Regions from separate parts of the Zea mays genome. Here regions 2 and 3 are each linked to region 1. The links are chromatin contacts, called in public Hi-C maps. All regions are on one chromosome and are shown on one strand. Each heading gives the region's core, a stretch centred on a gene start, on an enhancer-like site or on the middle of the called end of the contact. The rest is flanking DNA. Distances are from core to core; before and after follow the strand shown.

Region 1 (4,280 bases), core at 448-2,947:
CCCCTTCCCCTCGCGTTGTTGTCACCGTCATCAACTCCTCCCCTCGCGTCGTCGCTGCCGCTGTCGACTCTTCCCCTTCATGGGATCGTAGCCTTAGTACAAGCTATATGCTAGTTTTTATCTATAAAGCACCAGTTTTAACGCCCATCTTATGTCACACGTGAAACTTGTAAGTCTATTCCCTCCCCTACCAGTGGGTTGTTACCCGTAGACCGTAAAAACCAAACAAGCCCCCGTTAGTGGGTCATCACTCCATAGATGAGCCGTGAGAAACCATCCAACTCTAACATAACAGAAAGTCGCACGCAATGCAACACTCCCATACAATACCACCTCGTTAGCTAAAGAATGATGAGCGACCAAACGAGGCATAAAAAAGGGTCGGGCTTCTTTTAACTTATATTTTTATAGGTCTTTTGACTAAGATAAAGTGTAATGTTGTTGTTGTGTACCATAGAAATGCACGGTCATTACATTATTTATTATTATTAAGCAATTGCTTTGCTTTTGTGGGTTGTGTTTGTCTAGAATTTTACTGCCAATAAGGTACAATTGTGCATAATTAGGGTTCAAATCTTGATTGTTGGGTCCACATTCACATCTAACTAACCAACAAACCAAACATAATTTTATATTTTATTAAAACACAATCTATCCATACAACATGTAATATATAGAAACTGTAGCAGTGTAGCAGTGCACAAGTATCTAACTAGTAATGATTCATGCTAAGGATGCGATTGATTGTCTGGGGATTGATGAGGAAGGACCATCGACCATTTTTGTCACATGAACTCAAACAGGTTAGGCATAAAAACAGACATGATTTTATTTAGGTTTCTTATTATGTTTCTTGATTAATGGATTTAATTAAGAAACCGATTTTCATTTTTGTGTTCATAATATTTTATGAACAAAACAGATATCACTTCTATATGAAATATTCTGTTGGCTTCTTTCTCACCTAGCTAACCAATTACCTTTTATTAAAACCCGGTGGAGTTTGAGCTTCTCCCCGCGCTTCACGGGCAGTCCGCCACAGCTCGAACGACGTGTGGCTTGAGTACAGCGTCGTCAGACAGGAACCAGCTTCCGGACCCGAGTTTTTTATGCAATCGAGTTGTGAGTGGTTCCTCCCTACCTCTCCTGTCGCACCTCGCCCTCTCCTTGCCCTGCCCCAGATCTCGGCCTTCAGTCCTCGCTGCCGCCGCGACTTGCTCGCCCCGTCTCCCTCCGGCCCCGCCTCATCGCGGCCGTGGTGGCCAAGGAACACGAGCTCATTGGAAACACTCTTAAATAAAGCTTCCAATGAACAAGACAGGAGCTCGACTTCGCCTAGCTCCGAACAAGCCCGAACAAGCGGTCGACGAGGCGGAGGTCTCGCGTCCTGCGTGCGTCGCGCCGTTGCCTGGCTCCGTCCTCGCCGTTCCTCTGTAGAAGCTGGCCGCTGACCCCCGCCCGCCTCCGCTTGGCCGTCTGGCCGCCCCCCGCGTGGTCACCTAGATGGCTGGCCGCGCCCCTAGATTTGGGTTCCTATCTTGTTAGGACTTCCATCTTCGTTCATTTTGCTGTGTGTCCGTCAGATAGATGACTAATGCATCCTCAAAGTTCTCCAAGGCGGAGCCTTGCATCTTTGTGTGTTTGATTTGGTTGAGCTGCAACCCGTGCTGCTGTCCTTTTCAGTATAAAAAAAAGATTTAGATGTAGGTTGGCATTCGGATGAAAAATGGACCGTGAAAAAAAGGAGGTCCATTCACCTTGTTAAAATCTATACTAGGTCTGGTACAAGAGTGAAACCAATCAAACAATAAGCCTGATCCATTGCATACAGACTCAAGTTAGGCTAGATATTTATAGATGGAACAAATTTTCTTCGCACATGACGGTCTACGTGATTTGCAATATATGGAGCTAAACCAAAATCACACTTGTATACGCTGACATGAATGTTGCAACAAAAAAAAGAACCTCAAGCAATATATTTATCAGGGTTCGACAATGCCACGTTAACTGAAGCCGCATGTTTCAAACTTCTTACTGCATCGTTTTTTTCTTAAAACATATTTTACTGATACTAGAATCTACCATCTCGAACTAAAATTTCGAAATTTCGGAACATTTCATTCAAACAGGAGTTATAGCATAATACAGGCTCCTATCCAACCAGGGAACAGAACTGAGCCATCTAGTCCACAGGTTACATGCCAAAAACGACAAAATTACAATTTGCTCAATGAATTGACATGCAATTCTGGGAGTTGCCATCAATTCGTACAAAAAAAAATATCAAGTCCTGTTAAACGTTTGCTGTGAACCTGGAGGAGGTTGTGTAGGCGGAGGTGGGGGAAGTGACATCTGCATTTGCATATGCATCTGTGCTAGAATACCCCTTCCATCACCTCTATCGGGCATGCCTGTATTCATGGAGCCATCAGGCATGCCCCCAAAACCAGCTTGCATGAAGGCAAGGCCACCACCACCTTGAGGATCACCCGCACCATCAATCATTCCCTGACCAAGGGCCATCGATTGAAATGGATTACTCATCAGCCTCATACCCCATGGGCGCTGAGGCCCCTCAGGGAAACTCATAGGACCAGCTGGAGGCTGGACATTTGACATGGAACCTTGTTCTGATCCAGTATCTGGTAGCTGCATCTGGAAAGGGGCAGAGAAGTACTGAGGGTTTCCATCTTGCTGGAGAGGATAATTGAATGGTGCATTAGGAATCAAAGGCTGATTCATATTCATAGGCATCATAAAGTTTCCCTGGTGAGGAGGAATCGGCGGAAACATAAAAGGTGCATTAGCCATCAATTGCTGCTTGTCCTGAATACTTTGGTCAGATTCTTGGCGAAGTGGAGTCGCCGCACCTGGGCTCTCTTGCCGTGATTGAGAAGCCCAGTTGTAGGCCCGGTCGAATCCTTGAGGTGGATTGTTCTCGGCCTGAGTATCCCCTGGTGGGTACGAATGCCGACCATGGAATGAAGGTGGTTTTGAAAGGGTTGGGGGCCTCAGTGGTGTTTGCTCCCTGGACTGGTGGTAGCGAGAGCGTTCATCACGATCTTGTGAAACACCTGGCCTTGAAGGAGCCCGTGCAGTAGACATTTCAGGCATTTGAGATTGTCTTTGTGTATCCCCTGCAGAAGCACGGGAGATGTTAGGAGCATCTGGCTCATTGCGTTCTTCTTCCTTCTCTAGATTAGTTTGCAGGAGGTTGGCATGGACATCGGGAACATGAAACTCAAAATCTGCTTTCTTAAGGAATGACTTGAGACACATCGGTGCAGCACAGATGAAAATCCCCTCCATCATTTTCACACTTTGTATCTTCTGAATGCGCTCATCACAACTGCAGCAGTAAATAAACAGAAGTTTCAAATTGACAGGCTTAGACGAAGCAGAAATGCGGAACTCTAAAAGAGAAACAATGCATACATTGAATAAGGGTTGAAATTACAAAATTTCCAAACAAACTCCCTTTAAATTAACTGCTCAATATTTAATTATGTATCCAAGAGTACATTGGCATCACGAGAGTGCACTACAGGATATGTTAATTTATAACCGATATTCATATTGTCAATCTGAATGAACACAATATCTCATGTGTACACAACAAAAAACTTAGGATTGAAATTGATTTAAACAGTACCACACTATTGCAAACATACCATTGATTGAAATGAAATATCATAAGAAAAGCAAGAACAATCAGTCAAGGCTCAGATTTTGGATAACAAACCAATTTACTAGAGCAAGCACCATCATGTTTTGCTGATAAACCAATGAAATATCTACCTACCATGAACTAAGGTGACTAGGCAATAGTAGGTTAGATATACTTGGGAGTTAGAATGCTTACAGATAGCAGCTGGAATCACTTCTTGCACAGGTTAAACAAAAGGCATGTTCACAAGGGATCTGAAACCATGAAAAATGTCATCACACTACTATACGGTCCAACTGTTTATATCAGAAAAGAAACTATACAGTGAATATTCACATATAGCACTTATTCAGGGAACAGGTAAAACCACAGGAACATAAATTACGGAATATACTGAAATAACGTATTAAAAATATGATTCCAGACTATTACATACTATGTATGTAGCACGGATATGCGAGAAGGCCCTTGTATCATGTATTGAATATGTATCTTATACGAACACGGAACATATGCATGATGCAGCCACAATAAGTATCCATGGAGTATCAGGAATAAAAATAAATATATGAATATCAAATACTTGGCCTTATACATATCAGCCCATCTA
Region 2 (4,280 bases), core at 868-3,367, 240 kb after region 1:
CTGACATGGTGATCTTGCCCAATGCTACAATCTGTCTCCCTCCGAAGCCACAGAGAGGATGTGTAGCATCATGAATCTTATCTTCTGGCTCTTGCATTTGTCTGAAGGCCTTAGCAAATATGATATCCGCTGCACTGCCTGTGTCAACCAAGACATTATGGACCAGAAACCCTTTGATAACACAAGAGATAACCATGGCATCATTGTGTGGGTAATCCTTGAGATGAAGATCCTCTTGGGAGAAGGTAATGGGAATGTGAGACCATCTTGACTTGATGAAGGGTCCTTGCACCCCAACATGCTGTACCCTTCTCTGTGCTTCCTTCTTTTGTTTCTTGTTAGCTGGTTCTGAGGATGAACCACCTGTGATCGGGAGCACCAGCTTCGGGTCCGAAGCAGCTCCAGCTTGGTCATTGAACGAAGCCATCAGTTCGAGAAGTGGAAGTGAGTTCACCGGGGGTGGGCGCCAATGTTGGGGACTTGTTCTCAAATGCTATGAATTAAGAACAAGGCAACATAAAATGTTAAATGTTAATGCCCTTCGTCCGCTGAAGCATTATTCCTTTAAGGATTTAATGGACTTCGGACGAAGGTTAAGGATGACACAATTACGAAGGTTGAATCTTCGTAATTGAACTCTAAAAGATTATATAAAATAATACGAAATATGAAGCATCAAAGACAAATAAATTATAAATGAACGACATCACTTTCATATTATATCAACTTAATGTATTCAAATATTAGATACATTCATACCTCTGCCTCGGCAAAGATTAATTTCCGAGTGATGCGATCGCAATTACAGGAATGCGTGAACAGTAAAGGAATATTGTTCACTATTTATAGGCACAAGACACAGCCTGTGAGGAATTACAATCATGCCCCTCATAAAAGTTTACAACATTGACTCAGATCTTTAAGGACTAAAAGGTCATTCTATCTTTAAGTCGGTTTGTAATACCGAAGCTTCATGAAGAGGAACCTTCGACCATCTTACACAAAGAGCTTCAGCCGAAGGTTGCTTCTTCCCAAAAGACCTTCAGCGACGAAGCACAGGCCCAACATCGTGCAAATTATGAATATATGTATCAAGAGTAACAGCATATAAGAAAACATAAATAAGATTTATAAAAGTTTCAAACAATTCTAAAATATATACCATTAGATAAATCTTGATTTTAGGAAAATAATAAAATTAGTTTCATATTTTTCTAAGCTAAGATGAATTTATAAAGATCAGTTCAGATTTAAATTTTTCCCTCAAAATACCGAATTTATTACCGACGGTAAAATACCGAATAAAAACGGTAATTTCCGGAAACGGTCGGAAGAGACCCAAACCGTTTCTGTTTCCGATTCCGAGTTTTTCTATTGATTCAATTTTCGTATTTTCGGTAACCGTTTCCGTTTCCGTTTAGACCTAAATTTCGGTAAAACTTCGAAAACGATTTCCGGTATTCAAAAATTACTGTTTCTGTTTTCACCCCTACTGCTAAGATTCTGATCTACTAGCTAAAATTTTGCAGCTAAAGAGCCTATTTGTTCGTTTTTTCCGACTAGACTATTGAGAATCTAACTGTAGCGAGAATCTAAGCATTGTAGAGATTATGTACAGAGAATGATGAAGGTGTTTATGGGGTTTATGATCTAAAATGTGATGGATTCATACTTTAATGATGGCTCGACCGATTCAGTGTTTATATTGAATTTGACAGTTATTATCAAAGTGATACTAAAAACCTAAACATTTAGTAGTCTCCAGCAGATTCTGATGGCCAGAAGCTAAAAAAGAATGGACCATTCGCGAAGAATTCGTATCTACACGACTTTATATACATATTCTCTCTTAATTATACTTATGACATAGGGACTCAAGGTTGTATCATAATATTCTCTTATATTCAGAAAATCGATCAAAAACTCAGGCTGTACATGATTAATCGAGTCGGCGTCAGTCCCTCTCGCCTCTCGGACGTTTGCCAACCGCCGATGAGCCATGTCAGCGTTCGCACCGCGCGCGGCGCCAAGTAATTAACCCCACAAGCGATAACCATCACACGCCTCTAATGGTCCAGAATATTACTATTATTCTACTATCCACCCCGCTGTCTCGGCCTCACCCACCGTTCCCATCCAAACGCCGGTGCCACGTCGTCGCCCCGCGCCTTCCGCCCCACCAACTCACCGGCGAGGTTTAGGACACAGCGCATCTCGCCGCAGCGGATGCCGTATATATCCGCGCGCCGAGCTTGAGGGACGCCACACCCCACCCTCCCCTCCCATCGCGATTCGCGAATCACCAAACTACCCCTCGTTGTGAAAGGAAGGAGACGAACGAGGCAGCGGAAAGGGGAGAGGATTTTTCAGATTTTCCGGCAGCGACCTACCTAGCCCAGCCCAGCGAGAGAGACCGAGCGACAGCAGCTACCTTCTCCCGACATGACGCCGCATCTGCCCGCCGTCTCCTCCTCCTCCACGACGACCACATCCCGCGCCGCCGCCGCCGCTGCCGCGCCTCCGTCCTCGCCGCATCAGTACCGGAGGCGGAGGCGGCGCCGGGTGCCGGGCTGCCTCCGCCCGCGCGCCGCGTCCGTCCGCTGCTGCGCCGCGGCGGCGCCCGCGCCGCAGGCAGCGGTGCCCGCGGCCGCGCGGGCCGAGGCAACCACGCGGGTCTTCGTCGTGTCCGACCTGCACACGGACTACCCGGAGAACATGGAGTGGGTGCGCCGCCTGCCCGCCGAGGTCGGGGCGGGCAAGGGGGAAGGCGTCGACGCGCTCGTCGTCGCGGGCGACGTGGCCGAGACAAGGGACAACTTCGCGCGCACCATGGAGATGCTCAGGGATGGATTCGCCGCCGTCTTCTACGTGCCGGGGAACCACGACCTCTGGCTGCGCCGCGAGGGCGGCCGCTACGTGAGTCCATTTCCTCTGCAATTTGCATCCCCCTCCGTTCCTCGCTGCATTTTGTTTCTTGGGCTGCAAGCCAGGTGTTTGACAAAATGCCTTGTCGTATCTGTTACGGCATACTTCGTCTGTTTTTTTTATTTGTCTCGTTTTAGTTAAAAAAATATTCGAGAATGGAGGTAATATTATGCTGTTTGGTTCGTCCACTCTTATGGTTTGAGCTAGCCGTCCGCTTAATTTGATCCAATTGTACATTGCAACACTTGCGTGCAGCCTGGTTAGAGCATCTCCTTGTTTTATGGGGCCTAATTTTAGAAGCAGTGCAGAGTTTACCAATGAGATTTTCATTTTGCTCACTGGTTTCTAGCAGCCCCGTCTATCTGGACTGCATTTCAGTTGTATATGTTCTTTTTGTGATTCTACTTGTTTCTTGACAGAAGGGTTACCGTGGCACTCGGATTAGTAGTTGCTGGTCGAGTTTCTATTTAGTAACTTATGCAGCGTAGAATCCACACATGCTGCAAAGCGTTACCTCAACTGAAAAAATTGAATGTGGTGTTGTATTGTTAGATAAAGCATGGCATAACTGACAGTGCATCACATTGTTCTTTAACTACATCACATTCAGCTTTTTCTTTTTTGATCAAATTATTACAGCATTAAACTTATTTTCTAATATATGTCATTGCGAAGCTCTCTCAGTTACTCAAATTATTCCTTCCAGATGGATTCGCTGGAGAAACTGACTGCATTGCTTGATGCGTGTAGTGAGCTGGGTGTGGATACAGGCCCAAGAACGATAGGTGACTTGGGAATCATACCATTGTTCTCATGGTATCACAAGGTTGTTTAATTTTCTTGCTTCATTAGCATTCGATATTTTGTCCGGATTATAATGCACTACTTTCCTATTATTTTCCCACCTTTTCATCTTGCTTAATTGTCCTCCAGAGCTTTGACAAGGAGAAGGATGTTAGCAGTGTGCGTGTTCCGTCGCTAGAAATGGTAGGCTGGGCTTTCCTTCAATACTCACTCATTTGCAAAAACACTATTTGCTACCAAGTATTGTTAATTAGCGCAGTTTAAGATTTCTTGAATTATATTTTCCATACCCTCAAGGGATTTTCCTGGTTTATTTTGTGAAATTAGATACCATGATCAATTCCGGTCATTTAAAACTATGAGACCGAACTAACAAACTAGCTATCCAAAGTTCCGAACTATAACGTTCAATGAGAAATGTAGCATGCATGCGGGCCATAGGCACAAATATTTACTGGCGTGGTCATTTAGACAAGCCAAATCAATCCTGCACTCTTTCTTATTTTCTTCTAAGAATTGATGATTTCTCTTGATATCTTTGAACTGATAGG
Region 3 (4,280 bases), core at 570-3,069, 210 kb before region 1:
CCCCGGCCTCGACCTGAGGAGAAGTCTCCGCCTCTCCCGACCTTGGGCTCGGACCGACCGCGCCACAGGGGATACATCATTACCCTACCCCTAGCTAGCTCAGGCTACGGGGAAACAAGACCGGCGTCCCATCTGGCTCGCCCTGGTAACAAGTAATGATGGCTCCTCGCGTGCGTCCATGACGACGGTGGTTCTCAGCCCCCTACGGAAGCAAGGAGACGTCAGCAAGATCCCAACAGCACTGACAGCTGTGTTTCTACAGGGCTCAGACACTTCTCCGACGGCCACGTTACCGCGTACACAGGGCTCTAGCACCTCTCCGACAGCCACGTTGGCATGTACACAGGGCTCAGGCACCTCGCTGCCACACACGTTAGCGCATAGCTACACCCCCATTGTACACCTGGACCCTCTCCTTGCATCTATAAAAGGGAGGTCCAGGGCCTTCATGCGAGAAGGAGGAGGGTCACGCGGGAGAACGAGCTGACGAACAGGCTCACTCTCTCTCTCTCGCGAACGCTTGTAACCCCTACTACGAGCGCATCCCCTGGCGCAGGATAACACGAGCCGCATTTTCCCCCTTGTGTTCCATCTCGCGCCAACCCATCTGGGCTGGGACACGCAGCGACAAATTTACTCGTCGGTCCAGGGACCCCCGGGGTCGAAACGCCGATAATATTCATCAATTATTACGTAAATAATATGTATATATATTTATTTTGCTAAATGTGGTAGCTCGTTTAACTCGTGAGCTGGTTTGTTAACGAATCCAACTAGGATGTCTTCATGTAAAAAATTCAAACGAGCTAATCCGAATCGAGTCGAGCTCGACCGAAGACCGAGCGAGCCGATGAGTGACTGGCATTTCGTCCAACTTGCTGCTCCCACGGTCTTTTTTCTGGATCTGGCGAAACGGGTGCACCCTGTGGCCGATTCAAAACCTTTCTATGAATTGCAACCCACCCAATATAAATCTAAGAGCTAGTTAGGGATGGCAATGGGTCGGGTTCAGATCGGGTAGAGTAAATACCCGTCCGCGACCATACCCATGGGGATTATCTATATCCGTCCATGACTATAACCACGGGTAAAATTTTGTACCCGTGCCCGTACCTATCGGGTATCAGGCGGATATCGGTAACCTATCGGGTATAGCAGCTTGGTGCATTCTCCTTGAATGAAGTCTAGTGCAGTTCTGAGCATCGCACATCGCCATGATCACCGGAGGCACATAATGTTGTTACACAGTGCAGTCATGCAGATGTAGCCCTGGACATGTGTTGCAAATGTTTTTTTGTTAATAAAATTCCAACTCGTCAAGATCGGAGAGTAGCTAGCACTATTAACACTCTCCTAGCTCAATTACTTGTACTAGATAGCACTGGTACTATGTACTGACACTTTATCAAACATAGTGACACTAGTATTAGAACCAGATCAGAAGCAACTACAGACAGGGAGGGATGGCAGTAGGATGAGCTGTCGAGGATGGACGACTAGCTAGCGTACTAGTAGGTTGAAAAATCTAAAATCACTATTTTCGGATATCCGTCGGGTACCCGCGGGTAAGAAATCAAATCCGTACCCGACCCGTAATAAAATCGGGTCGGGTACGGGTAAGACCCGCATGTCAAATTTTGTGCCCGAACCCGTACCCGACAGGTCGGATATCCGACGGATATCCGAACCCGCGGGTAAAATTGCCATCCCTAGAGCTAGTTTAGAGAATTTCTTATAAAAATGAAAATTACTTTGGAAAATAGGTTTTTCAAACTAGCCCAAACACGTTTAAAAACCACCACCACCGCCTTAATTCATACTCCGTATTAAATTGTTTTATCTCTCCCGAGCCAGCCCGTTGCTGGCTGCTTGCTTCTCGCAGAGACAGGGAGTGAGTGAGGCAGAGGAGGCGTACCTGCGGAGGCGGGCAGCCGAGGCCCGCGCAATTCGCGTCCAGCAGGGTGGGTCGGGCTCGCGGCGCCTCTATTGGCATTCCCGCGGTTGTGCGGGCGGGTTGGCGGCCAGCGAGATCGGCTGTTGTTTCTGGCGGTTTTTGTGAGGTGTTTAGTGTTTTGCTGGGTGTGACTGTGAGCGTGGATTGGCGACTGCTGGAGGGGTTTGGGGATCGATTTGAGGTCGTCGGAGCGGAGATCCCGAGGGGACCTGCGGTTTCGTTGTGGCCCGTGAGTTGGATTCCGGACGCAGTGCCGTCCGGCGGGCCGCCGAGACGATGGCGTCGGTGGAGGTGAGGTCGGTGCGGAAATCCACGGCCCTGCGGGCGCGCGGCGGGCCCAGCAAGCTGCAGTCGGCGCGGTCGATGCCGCTCGACTACAGGTACTCGGACGGTCCCTCGGCGGCGAACGGCGCCGGTGGCGGGCCGGCTGGGAACGGCGTCGGGCGCCGGGCGGTTGCGGTGGAGGCAGGGAAGGAGGAGAAGGAAGGTGAAGTGGTGCGGTTGGAGGGGGACGACGCGGACTCTCCGTACAGCTCCAATGTGGTGACAGCGGAGGAGGAGGCGGGGAATACAGGTGGAGGAGGAGACGAGGTGGATTCGGCGGCCGCGGCGACGCCAAGGCGGTTGTCGCCAAGGGCAGCAGCGAGCCCCACGCAAGTCGACGCCCGGTGGGGTGACACCAGCTCGTACGGCGCTAAGAAGGTGGGCGGTCTCCCTTTCATTTCTGATGATTTTGAAATGTGAGAAGTGTCGGGGTTGGGAATTCAGAACATTGCGAAATTCTTTTGGTGAAACAATGGCAGATGCGATCATGCGATGCTGATCTCGTATTTTAGAGGGCTCTCCGGTAATATGTGAAACTAAGCGCTACTATAAGCTATGTAATCACCATTTATTGATGGCTCGTACAAAAGTGTGGATTTGAGACCTTTAGGTTGTTTCTGTATGGCAAGTAAGATAATGCAGTTATGGTGTGTGTATGTAATTTATTTATTTGGTTTTATGAGATCAGAATCGACTACTATAGTTCTATCCTTCTGTGTTATTATTGCACTGCGATCTGCATATACTTTTCTCCCACCAACCTCAATCCGCTGTAGCATAAATGTGAGCAGGGATAGTTACCATTTTACGGCAGAACAGTTTTTCCTTTCACTTCGAAAGATTTAGACAAACTTAAGTGTTTCCTAGTAGATTTAACTCTTTTATTGAGAAACATTTCAATAACTGTAGCATGTCAAAACCTACAGAAGCATGTCAACTTAGTAGGCTAGTACTATACTTATGGGGTGTTTGGTTTATATGGACTAATTTTTAGTTACTTCATTTTATTCCATTTTTGTCCCTAAATTACTAAATATAAAAACTAAATTAGAGATTTAGTTCCTATATTTGGCAATGTAGGACTAAAATGAAATAAAATAGATGGACTAAAAATTAGTCCCTAGAAACCAAACACCCTCTTAAGTCTTAACCTGTTGATATTCTACATGACACATCATTAGAGATGGCAATGGGTAAAAACCCGCTGGGTATTACTTGCCCAAACCCGTACCCGCGAAGAAAAAATACGCCCGCTAAAAAACCCATACCCATGACGGGTATAAAATTTTGCCCAAACCCATACCCATGCGGGTTTTGGGTACCCAACGGGTTTCCCATACCCACTAACATCAACATAAAAAATAATTCATCATGTAAATGATAATCAATACATTAATAAGTAGCATAAAAGGAACAAGTGATAACTAATTTTAGCCTAAAATTTGTTACATGAAGCTTATTTCAATTATAACATATTCAATTAATAATATTATGAGACATATTTATAAGGAATGTTGATTTTAAGGCGGGTTTTAAAAACCCATGGGTTTGCGGGTATGGGTAGTGGAAGAACAAACCCATGCCCACGTACCCGTTGGGTTTCCATTTGAACCCATTAACAAACCCATGGGTAGAGAAATTGACCCAAACCCATACCCTAATAGAGCAAAAACCCATCGGGTTTCGGGTAGCGGGTACCCATTGCCATCTCTACACATCATACCTAGTAGGCTAGTACTACCTCCGTTCACAAATATATGACACCATTAACTTCTTTTGAAAACTTTGATCACTCGTCTTATTCAAAATATTTATTCAAAAATGTAAAATTTTAAATCAAGCATAAACTAACTTAAGTGATAAAACAAATCACAAAAAATAAATGTTAACTCATTATTTTTTTGAATAAGACGAGTGGTCAAATTTTTTTAAAAAAGTCAACGGTGTCATATATTTATGAACGGAGGGAGTACTATACTTACATGCGAACTGTCTTTTTTTT

What was found. A called contact is a pair of places that touch in the nucleus more often than the background predicts.
Region 2: a contact with region 1 is called in a Hi-C map of leaf, with 6 times the contacts expected there. The contact joins the promoter of LOC100281940 here to the promoter of LOC103626142 in region 1. A contact is called at or near these places in 3 of 25 Hi-C or Micro-C datasets (bundle sheath, leaf and tassel).
Region 3: a Hi-C map of endosperm shows a contact between it and region 1, with 2.9 times the contacts expected there. The contact joins the promoter of LOC100277427 here to the promoter of LOC103626142 in region 1. A contact is called at or near these places in 7 of 25 Hi-C or Micro-C datasets (bundle sheath, ear, endosperm and 2 more).

What each region holds. Positions count from the first base shown.
Region 1 is chr5:26,806,975-26,811,254 of Zm-B73-REFERENCE-NAM-5.0, reverse strand. It overlaps LOC103626142 (KH domain-containing protein HEN4), which reads right to left and starts at 1,697. Exons shown (of 8, transcript XM_035958980.1): 1 at 981-1,697. LOC100274553 reads right to left here. Exons shown (of 3, transcript NM_001148908.2): 2 at 3,866-3,924; 3 at 2,084-3,352. The coding sequence ends at 2,287.
Region 2 is chr5:26,563,943-26,568,222 of Zm-B73-REFERENCE-NAM-5.0, reverse strand. It overlaps LOC100281940, which reads left to right and starts at 2,117. Exons shown (of 6, transcript NM_001371798.1): 1 at 2,117-2,916; 2 at 3,632-3,751; 3 at 3,859-3,912. The coding sequence starts at 2,443.
Region 3 is chr5:27,013,814-27,018,093 of Zm-B73-REFERENCE-NAM-5.0, reverse strand. LOC100277427 reads left to right here and starts at 1,819. Exons shown (of 23, transcript NM_001350260.1): 1 at 1,819-2,656. The coding sequence starts at 2,231.